Regions from separate parts of the Danio rerio genome. Here region 2 is linked to region 1. Evidence: chromatin contacts called from public Hi-C data. All regions are on one chromosome and are shown on one strand. Each heading gives the region's core, a stretch centred on a gene start, on an enhancer-like site or on the middle of the called end of the contact. The rest is flanking DNA. Distances are from core to core; before and after follow the strand shown. Region 1 overlaps abcc5 (ATP-binding cassette, sub-family C (CFTR/MRP), member 5). Region 2 holds the start of si:ch211-14c7.2.

Region 1 (5,649 bases), core at 2,161-4,660:
TAATGCCATGAGACAAGAGAGAAAAGTCATTCATGGCATTTTGAAGTCTAAATGTTTTAAAAGTTAGTTTGTTATCATGATATGAAACTCAACAACAATATTGCATATTTTCCCACTATCGTGCAGCCCTGCTATAGACTCTACTGAGTATGATCATTAAATAAATTGTTATTTTTTATTTGTTGATAAAATATCGTTTTTAAAGTATTGTAAAAAATATCGTTATCGCGATATGACACTTAACAACGATATTGCATATTTTCCCACTATTGTACAGCCCTACTAGAGACACCTAAAGTATGATCATCACAAAAATAATGTTTTTAATCGCTGATAAAATAGAGTTTTTAGAGTTAGTTATATCGTAAAAATATTGTTATGGTGATATGAGACTCAACATCAATATTGCATATTTTCTCAGTATCGTGCAGCCCTACTAGAGACACCATAAAGTATGATCATCACATAAACGAATATTTTTTTATTGCTGATAAAATATTGTTTTTATAGTTATTTATATTGTAAAAAATATCGTTATCGCGATATGACACTCAACAACATTGCATATTTCCCACTAATATGCAGCCCTGCTATAGACACTACAGAGTATGATCATTAAATAAATTATCGTAATTATTATTGATAAAATATCGTTTTTAAAGTATCGTTAAAATATCATTATCGTGATGACACTCAACAACAACATTGCATATTTTCCCACTATCGTGCAGCCCTGCTAGAGACACTACAGAGCATGATCACCACATATATATATTTTTTTATTGCTGATAAAATTGCATTTTTAGTTATTTATATTGTAAAAGTATCGTTATCATGATATGAGACTCAACAACAATATTGCATATTTTCCCGCTATCGTGCAGCCCTGCTATAGACTCTATAGAGTACGATCATTACAAAAACTATTATTTTTATTTGCTGATAAAATATCGTTTTTAAAGTATCAAAAAAAATATTGTTATCGCGATATGACACTTAACAACAATATTGCATATTTTCCCACTATTGTACAGCCTTACTAGAGACACCATAAAGTATGATCATCACATAAACGAATATTTTTTAATTCCTGATAAAATATTGTTTTTATAGTTATTTATATTGTAAAAAATATCGTTATCGCGATATGACACTCAACAACATTGCATATTTTCCCACTAATATGCAGCCCTGCTATAGACACTAACAGAGTATGATCATTAAATAAATGATTCTTTTTATTTGCTGATAAAATATCGTTTTTAAAGTATCGTTAAAAATATCGTTATCCTGATATGACTCACAACAACATTGCATATTTTCCCACTATCGTGCAGCCCTGCTATAGACACTATAAAACTACCGACAGGATGCAAAATCTCACCTTGACAAACACAATGCCTCTCAGCAGTTTGAGGAGCAGCATGACTCCCATAGACATGGTGTAGACGGCAGCGTAGTGCTGCATCAGAGGGTTATCTCGCATGCTCTCGCTCAGCACTGAACTGTTGCCCACCTGCACTGTGGTGTTCTGTTGAGCAACAAACCATTCACAAACATCACCAATGGCCATTTCACATTCATTTCACAACACTCTGCATTTAAAAGAAAGGCACAAAAGAATGATACTTATAAATAATAAACATAATGATACTTCAATTAACTTTTGTGTCTGTATTTCACATTCATGATTCCAGTTATTAAACGAATGTATGAGAGTCATTATTAAAATGTAACATTTGTTTTGTGAAGCCAAACTAACAGTAACAACTTCAAAAAGAAAGAAAAGCGGCACAAAGCAAGCTCACAAGTACATGAAATATTTAAACACATCTCAGGTCTCATGGAAATCAAGCCTTTCTGTGTTTTCTTACCCCGCTGCCCTGCTTGATCCAGTAGCTGAGCCACCAGTTGCTGAAGGCTGTGCTTCCCACATTGAGGATGAAGAGAGCCAGGATGAAGAGGAAGACGGGCCAGCCTCCTAAAGCCTGGATGTATACTTTATACACAGCCCAGGGCACCGAGCCTTTCCCTCTCTCCTCCACCTGCATCAGCTGACCTAAAAACAGCACAGAAATGAAGAAGAGTAATTATACCTCCAATATAAGCTCAAGTGCTTGTGCTCCCCAGAATATCTGTGTACCCAAATTCACCCCAAAATGAAATGTACTCACTATTTACTCACCCTAAGGTGGTTTATGAGTTTTTTATTTATTTATTTAAACATTAAAGAAGATGAAAAAGATAATAAAACTTTGAAAAACGAGATTAAAACCTGTAACCACTGACTTCAATAGTAGGAAAACAGATATTATGGAAGTCAATGGTTACAGGTTTACAACATTTTCACAATATCTTCTTTTGTCTTCAACAGATGGATGAAATCAGTAAAGGTTTCACACAAGGGAAAGTAAATGATGACAGAATGTTCGTTTTTGGAAGATCTATCCCTTTAACCATACACACACACACATAAGCCACATGTGCTTTTAAAATGTTTTTGCACTACTTATGTTGTCCACAAGGTGTCAGCACTGAACCACACTGCTGTTTAACAGTCAGAAATGAACTGAGATGGAACTGAACACAGAACAACAAACTACTGAAGAGGGCTTGTGTGAGGGGATTAAATGATGACCAAAACTATATTTTAAGCTAGTACAAAGACTTGTGATGCTCATAACTTGAAAAATAATCTTTCTAATTTGAATGAGAAAGCCTGTGCTTTTAAAGAGCCCTTATTATGCGTTATAAAAGGTCATATTTTGGTTTTGGGGGTCTCCAACAACAGGCTGATATGCATGCAAAGTCAAAAAACACTTTCATTGTCTTATAATATGCATTTATTTTTACCTAATTATCCCAACCATATATTTGTTCAGCGATTTGTTCCCAAAACCCTCCAAAGCGTGATGCTAATCTGTGCTGATTGGTCTAAATTTATCAAGTTACTTACACTTGTGAAATGGAGGAAGGAACTGATCCATGAACTGTGCACTGTAAAGTACCTGTCAAGCTCCCATACATTAATAGTCTTTTCTGATCCTTCTTTAACAAACGGTCGACAAATACTCTGTTGTAAGCGTGTAGATTGCTGAAGCACTCGTCAGAAAAATGACAGGAACACAGCACAAGGCCGGGGCTGTAATGCTGAGGTATTTTTGCAAAAATAAACTTCATCCACTGACTCTTCACAGCCTCATCTTTGGGTAGAGAGAATAACACTAACTTTCTCTCAAACTTCAGAGCACAGCGTCTTCACCACATGATTCAACCGGGATTTGCTACTGTGTTTGTGGGCGGGGCCTGTGGTTTCAATTTTCCCGCGTCTGTGCTTGCAGCAAATGGGCAGGGCTTCATTTCCGTGTTGATATAGCTAAAGATTCGTTGCCCAGACGATTCATTTGAACCACTGAGTTGACTCTTTTATAGATGAATCAATAGTTTTAAACACGGCACACTTTCTTGCCTTAGCTGGATAATTCACTTCACTTACAGCTGTATTACACACTGCATGGAAGGTCATTTTTAAAAACCCATAATAGGAGCTTTAATCGATGCGGTTAAGTGTAAAAACGATTAAATTTACCATCGCCCTGGGTGGTTGATTTTTCTTTTTTGACAGATCCTGCCTTGCTCTTCTCCAAGGGTTTTTTCAGGGAGCTCCCAGACTTCTTATTCGGAACCTGAGATGACAAAAAAAACCCTGCTGAATCACAACTTTCAGGTTCATCTGTGTGTATCTGCCAAAGCTGACTAAAAAAGCAGAATAAGCATTCATAACTTCTCCTTTTGGGTTAAAGAGCAGAAATAAAGTCACAAGTGGTTTGGAAAGACACGACGGGAAATGACGACAATGATTTCGGGTGAACTGTCTCTGAACTGTTTCAACATCTTCCTATCTGTTTTAAAAGCCAAACGACAACTTCACTTCAAGCTCAAATGAAATCTCTCTCATTTCAAATCTGTTGTGAGTCACAAAATCTCTATTTTGATTATTGTTTTGTTCATATTATGGAATTCAGTGCAATTTTAAAGCCTCAGTGAGATCAAAATGAAAGTTTTTCATGTGTTAGTATCAACATGTTAATCTGTAAGCGAGTGTGTGCATTTAGGAAATATAAACATTCATAGCTTGCCGTTTATCACTTCTGCCAAAATGGATCAACACATGTTGTTTTGAGGTCAAATCTCCTGATCAAACAAATGCCCTTAACTTAAATGCTCGTATTCATAACCACACCCCTTTTACCGTTAGTTTGCTATGAGGGAATGATGTGCAAAAGAGCCCCACTCCCCTACACAATATTCAGTTTTAGGTGGAAGTACATCAACATACTGAAATAAAAGTCTCAGCAATTTCTGATTCCTGCAGACTAAAACCTAATGTAAAAGCCTTTTTGGTGATGGCAGCTTAAAGACGCCTCTCATATGGAGAATGAAATCACATGCAATGCTCTGGCGTGAGTTTCTCACAGACTTCATCAGAGTAAAAAATCTTGATAGATCTGTGGGTCTCGTTTATCAAATCTGAGGTTTATTTTGTATTCTCTAGTGGATTCGAGTCAGGTGATTGGCTGGGCCATTCCACAGCTTGATTTTCTTTCTCTGTAAGCATCTGAGAGTTTCCTCGGCTGTGTTTTGGATCATTGTCTTGCTGAATTGTCCACCCTGGTTTTACCTTTATACTCCTGCTAATGTAGATGTTGGACTGAAGCAGTGAATACTAACTTACACTGAGGAGGGGCAGAGGGTTGCTGAAGAACTACTGAGAGATTTCAGCTGCTGTCTGGGCTTTCTCTGCCTTTCTACACCTCCCTTTCTTCATGTGTTCAATACTTTTTCTCTGTGTCACTGCATTTTATTACACATAACTTAATTTGTAAACTAATTAGTTTGTTTTATTTGCATATATGAATTAATTTGGATGTTACCAACATCAGGTGAAAATTTCAAATCAACAGCACTTTTAGAAACAAGTTTTCTGAGAAAAAATAGTGTTAAATACTTATTTCCCCCTCTGTATACCATCAAACTACAGCAGTTCCAATAGTGCTTGTGGTTTGTCATGACATGCAGGTAAATAAAAGATTATTTGTCTGACTAAGGCGATAATGACCTCGATGATGGGCGTTTCTCCGAGCTGAAGGTTGTTGAACATGGCGGCGTAATCTCCATTCACATTCATCAGGTCCTCATGACTGCCCTGCTCTGTGATGCTACCGTCACGCATGACGATCACGTCATCACAGTCCACCAGATACTGACAATAGAAGAGGCTAAAATTAGCAAATTGTCATAAACACAGTAATCACAAACCTTCACATATTTATATATATCAAAGGCTTTTTTTTAAAGAAAACTCTAATATGGAGAATGAAGTCACATGCATTGCTAGTTTAAAAATCTTGATGTTCTGTGGGTGTCGTTTATCAAATCTGATCTTTATTTTGAATTCTCTATTGGATTCAAGTCAGGTGATTGGCTGGGCCATTCTACAGCTTGATTTTCTTTCTCTGTAAGCATCTGAGCGTTTCCTCGGCTGTGTTTGCATCATTGTCTTGCTGAAATGTCCACCCTGGTTTCATCTTCATCCTCTTGTTAATGTAGATGTTGGACTGAAGCAGCTCATATTCATTTACACCGAGG
Region 2 (5,649 bases), core at 2,236-4,735, 380 kb before region 1:
ACAATGTCTTTCCCAGGTCTTAAGAAGAAACCAGGGAAGGATGAGGAGGTACAGGAGATTGGCACTTTAGTGTCCTCAAAAGCACGGACTGAAATGTTGGCAGAACGGGAGGGATCAGAGTCGCCAGCACACATTGAATCAGCTGGATTTGTCTCTTTAAAGAAAAGTGAAGAAAGAGAGGAGACGACATGGTTCAAAGTACCCAAAGTAACCCTCAGTCCCCATTCTACCGGCATCCTTCACATCACTCCAGAAAGCTCTCCGAAAGCAAGCAAGTCCTCTATTCCTGGCTCTAGTGAGCAAGCCTCTGGAGGTTTCTATGTGAAGATGCCAAGCGTTGAATATTTGACCCAGGAAATGTCCTCGGAGCATACGACAAGCAAAACAGAGGGAACTCGTACTGTAGTGACTAAGATGACAAAGTATACAGAAACAAAAACTAGCAGCTCCAAACAATAAGCATCTCAGTTACTGAATAGGTAGGGAAATATATTGGCTCAAATATATTTTTGCAAAAATGATTTGTTCTATTAGGCCAGGGGTGTCCAAACTTGGTCCTGGGGGGCCGGTGTCCTGCAAAGTTTAGTTTCAACCTCAATTAGACACCTGAATCAGCTAATCAAGCTCTTAGTAGGTATACTAGAAACTCCCAGGCAGGTGTGTTGAAGCAAGTTGGAACTAAACTATGCAGGACACCCGCCCTCCAGGACCCTGATTTAGGCAAACACAGCAAATATGTAGTTACAAACAGTATTATTTATTTATTGTAGACCTTATTTTCATGTTTTGCCACTCTGTATGACACTTCGAACTGATATATTTGTAAAGATCTGTCTCAGATCACACATGTACACATGCATTACACATGCCCAGACCCAAAGATATTTAAAGACATTGAATTTATTTTGGTTTTTGCGTTTCTTGTGCAATCCTGGCACCGTATGCCATTTATATTGAAGAGTTTTAAAGCATTTTGAAAATATTATATTGCTTTTTTTTGATGCCTGGTTTGTTTCTGTGGTTTTTGGGTGTTGTTATGGAATTGTGTTTATTTTAGATATTATTACAAATATATGTACTATTTTTACATATTTATATGCACGATCTGTACAGAAAAGACACACAAAAAAGCTTGTGATGTTGAGTACTTTTGTGATGCACATTTTTGTGACTTTTAAATACATTAAAAAAAATACAACGATTTCTCCCTTTACATTTCTTGTGAAAAGCTGTACCAGACAGCATTTCTATTCACAGGGAAGGCTCTGAATTGAAAACTTTGAGTGTGATTTTTTTTTCTTGTATTTTATTTTTTAAACTTAAACCTATTTGTTGTTTTGGTTGTAGAAGTAGCCTAAACGTCAGCTGTTTTATATGTATATTTAAGGTTTCAGTACTGAACTGCATGTTTGTAATGTGTTGCTTTTCTGAAACCGTCATTTTGAGGATGCTTATCTCTATCTAATGCAAAAATAGAACACTTAAATAAAACGTTAACATTATAATCAGTTGTAGCTTATTTTTCCTGATCCTTTTCCTTATTCATTTGCACATAATTCCACTAGTGTGGCATCGCTAACGATAAACAGTCCATTCCAGGGATACAGCAGGCATAACAATGAACACTACTCAACATTGCAACATACAGTAATACTGAACACACACAAAATGTTTTGTGACTAATAAAAATAACATCCAGATGAAAAAACAGTGGAAATTCTGACTTCAAAAATAGTGCAGCTTAGTGCGGCTTAGTCCCTTTACTCATCAGGGGTCGCCATAGCGGGATGAACCACCAACTTATCCAGCATTTGTTTTACACAGCGGACGCCCTTCCAGTTGCCCTGTCCACTCATTGACACCCATACACCACTGCCAGTTTGGTACATTTAATTCATCTATAGCACATCTCTTTGGATTGTGGGGGAAACGAGAGCACCTGTTTTCATTATTATACCTTTAAAAATAAAACTCTTGTTGTAGCAACACAATGTACTGTGATATAGGTGACATATCAAAGATTATCATTTGTAGTGATAATTTGGGTGACACAGTGGTTAACACTGTCGCCTCACAGCAACAACATCACTGGTTCAAGCCCCGGCTTGGCCATGTGGTGTTTCTGTGTGGAGTTTGCATGTTCTCACGTTTTGACGTGGGTTTTCTTCGGGTGCTCCAGTTTCCCCCACAAATCCAAAGTTATAACTGACACATGAACAAATAGTCATAATATTTAGACTTTTTTGGAACTGAAATGTTTATTATCCTTCTATCAAGATCCATTTTCATGCCATATAGATGTTTTTATGAATGTATTATGTGTTATATTGATATATCAGGCCTTTTGGTAACTTTTATTTGCTCAAATTAGTTTTAGTTACAAAAAAAAATGTTTTACCCATAACGTTTTGATAAAATAGAACATTTTAGGATGATTGTCTTGGTTTATTTTTTACCCTAAAGATTTTAAAATCTTTTTTATTTCAGATTGAGAGGTGTAATAGCAGTTTCAGACAATTGTTAATGCAAAGACAGACCTTACACCTCGCATATGAGAAGTGATTGCATTTTTATTTTCTTTTGCGCTTTAGGACTTCCATATCTATCTATCAAATGTACAAAAAATACAAAAGCAAGGGACGTCAAGGTGCTATAATCATTTAGTGAGGAAATTAAAATTGAGAAGAAATTTGGGTTGGGATGAGATGTAATTCTTTGTGATTTAACAGGCTTAGTGTAATTATACTTTTACTACTTCATATTATTTCAGTTGTGTTCAGAATTGTGAATGTATTTGTCTGAATCATGTTGACGAGGAAAAAATATCTTTAATATATTGATGCAAAATTTTAGCACTATCACTTTGTTGTTATAACATAGCCTAGTTGGATTGGCGGTGGTGGTGGTGGTGGAACCTGCATACCCCTCAGTAAATGTGTAGTTGTGCTCCTGGGTGTTTCCCAATGTTGAGTTGCGGCTGGAAGGGCATCCACTGCGTAAAACATATGCTGGATTAGTTGGCAGTTCATTCCGCTGTGGTGACCCCTGATTAATAAAGGGACTGAGCTGAAATGAAAATGAATGAATGGATAAATGAATGAAAATAAACATGTTCACCTAAATTTTGACATTTTCCTCTCAAAAAGTGACTTAAAACCTCACCACAAAGTCTGTCAATTGGAAGCAGACAACAAAACGGGACGTCTCGTTTCAAAACTTTCATTTTAAGTTGCCATTACGCGCGTAAAAGAAAGAAGTCTACCAAAAGAGACGGTGCACAAGGGATTCAAAAGGGTGAAGACACAAGGTGACCTACTGTACCCACCAGAACTGACTGAAGATGTAAATGAAGATGCTATAATGAGGTAATGTTGGCGCGTGTGCGTGTCGTGCTCGTGCGTAAACGTGGACGCACCGGCAGCGTGCGCGCTATTGGTCAGCTGAGCGCACGCGCGGGATTGCGGAGGATCTGCGTTGCATCGCCAGTAAAAGCAGCCTGCGCTATGGGGAGACACGGAGGTGTAGCGTGACGTTCAGCACACAGGATGAACATGGGATTTAATAGGCTTCACTAAAATTCGTAGGTCTGTATTCGGATATGCTGCCTTAAACGTAGCGGTGTAATGGATATCTTAATTTCCGCGCAGTCTAAAATCCTCATGAAGGTTAAAGGCAAAATCCTTCAGCCCAGAAGCATCTTCACAACGTACGACAGCTGGAATTGTGTGATTCGTGACATCGCTTTCGGCACGAGGAAAATGACTGGCACACTGTAAAGGTAAGCGGGCACAAAGAAAGACAGACCCCGGGTATTTGTTATTTAAAATGTAGGGGTATAATCTGGTATTAAAACGCGAAAAGGAGCGATGCGGATAATTCCCCCTCCTCGAGGATGCTTCATGTAAGGATTCATCTGTGTGGGCAAGTGTTAGTTAATGATAGACTCCCCCGATTTGGTGCAAGTGATGCGATCACGTATTGTGTGTGTGTAGACTACGTAATACAGCATCCTCTGTATGATCATCATGACATAGTTTGTGACAGGCGAACAAAATCTGAGGGAAATATAGATTATATCGTATACAATGTATGATTGCTTAAAGTAATAATTGTTCTAATATTGAATATAATCCATTTTAAACAAAGAATTTGTGTAGATGTGTACTAAACATTTTAAATTAAACTGTTACAAAATAAAATATAAAAATTATTTTATTAAATTAAATGGATATTTTATGACATGACAATATCATTTAATTATAGCTGCAATAACTAAAAATAAAATATACTATATATATATATATATATATATATATATATACACACACACACACAGAGTTGAAGTTAGGATTATTAGCCCCCCTGAAAAAATATTATCAGACATACTGTGAAAATGTCCTTGCTCTGTTAAACATCATTTGGGAAATATTAGAAAGACAAAAAAATCAAAGGGGCTAATAATTCTGACTTCAACTGTATATACAGTTGAATTATAGCCCTCCTTTATTTTTATTTAAATTATTTCAAGTATTTCCTAAATGATGTTTAACAAAGCTAGGACATTTTCAAAGTATGTCTAATAAGATTTTTTCTTCTGGAGAAAGTCTAATTTGTTTTTTTTCGGCTTGAATAAAATCAGTTTTTGATTTTTTTTTGATCTATTTTAGGGACAAAATTATTAGCCCCTTTAAGCTTTTTTTTTTTTTTTTTGACCATCATTATACAATAACTTGCCTAATTACCCTATCCTGCCTAGTTAACCTAATTAACCGAGTTGAGCCTTTAAATGTCACTTTAAGCTGTATAGAAGTGTCTTGAAAAATATCTAGTAGTCATTAGAGATGAGTTATTAAAACTATTATTTTTAGAAATGTGCTGAAAAAATCTCTCCGTTAAACAGAAATTGGGGAAAAAATAAACGTGTGTGTGTGTGTGTGTGTGTGTGTGTGTGTGTGTGTAATAAAAAAAAATATACATCAATAGTTTAGGATCAGTTTTTCTTTCTTCATGGTTTTTATTTTAAGAAAACTTATCTGTTCATCAAGGCGGCATTTATTAAATGTAAAAAAAATGTAACTGTTAAATATTTAATAAAATTTTAAATAACTGCTTTCTTATTGTTTGTAGTTTTAAATGAAATTAGTACTCCATTATTTTCTTATTACTATCATTAATAATAATAATAATAATAATTAATATTAGAGTGATTTCTGAAGGATCATGTGACTGACAGTACCTGGTAGTGTATGTGTACATACCATACCATTAGTTAATTTATTAATCCACTATTTACCATAGATGCATAATGAGCTATATATTTTACAGCATTAATTATTAACTAATTAATTAATTAATTAATCATTACAAGTTAATAAAAAATCATTTTAGTAAAAGCAACTTTTGCTCTTTAATAATGCATTAATAGCAATTGATATTAAGTAAGATTGATGCATCTAGTCGAAATTATTTGCTATAACCATAACCAATACTGTCAAATTGAAGCAATACAGAAACAGTTTGTTACATATTTCATATATATATATATATATATATATATATATAATATATACAGTTGAAGTCAGAATTATTAGCCCCCTTTAGATTTTTATTTTCTTTTTTAAATATTTCCCAAACAATTTTTTAACAGAG

The links. A called contact is a pair of places that touch in the nucleus more often than the background predicts.
Region 2: a Hi-C map of embryo shows a contact between it and region 1, with 9 times the contacts expected there. The contact joins the promoter of si:ch211-14c7.2 here to the enhancer-like site in region 1. A contact is called at or near these places in 2 of 18 Hi-C or Micro-C datasets (embryo and hematopoietic stem cells).

What each region holds. Positions count from the first base shown.
Region 1 is chr18:48,832,437-48,838,085 of GRCz12tu, reverse strand. It overlaps abcc5 (ATP-binding cassette, sub-family C (CFTR/MRP), member 5), which reads right to left. Exons shown (of 28, transcript NM_001195613.1): 15 at 5,120-5,263; 16 at 3,590-3,686; 17 at 1,875-2,059; 18 at 1,385-1,531. Among named protein-coding and RNA genes, the nearest start is that of rnpepl1, 27 kb to the left of the region's middle. Within about 2 kb of position 3,410, at least 4 of the 62 cell types and tissues checked have an H3K27ac peak or open chromatin away from gene starts, as enhancers often do.
Region 2 is chr18:49,207,611-49,213,259 of GRCz12tu, reverse strand. si:ch211-14c7.2 reads left to right here and starts at 3,485. Exons shown (of 6, transcript XM_001920354.7): 1 at 3,485-3,778. It overlaps prx (periaxin), which reads left to right. Exons shown (of 8, transcript XM_068214972.2): 8 at 1-1,508. The coding sequence ends at 459.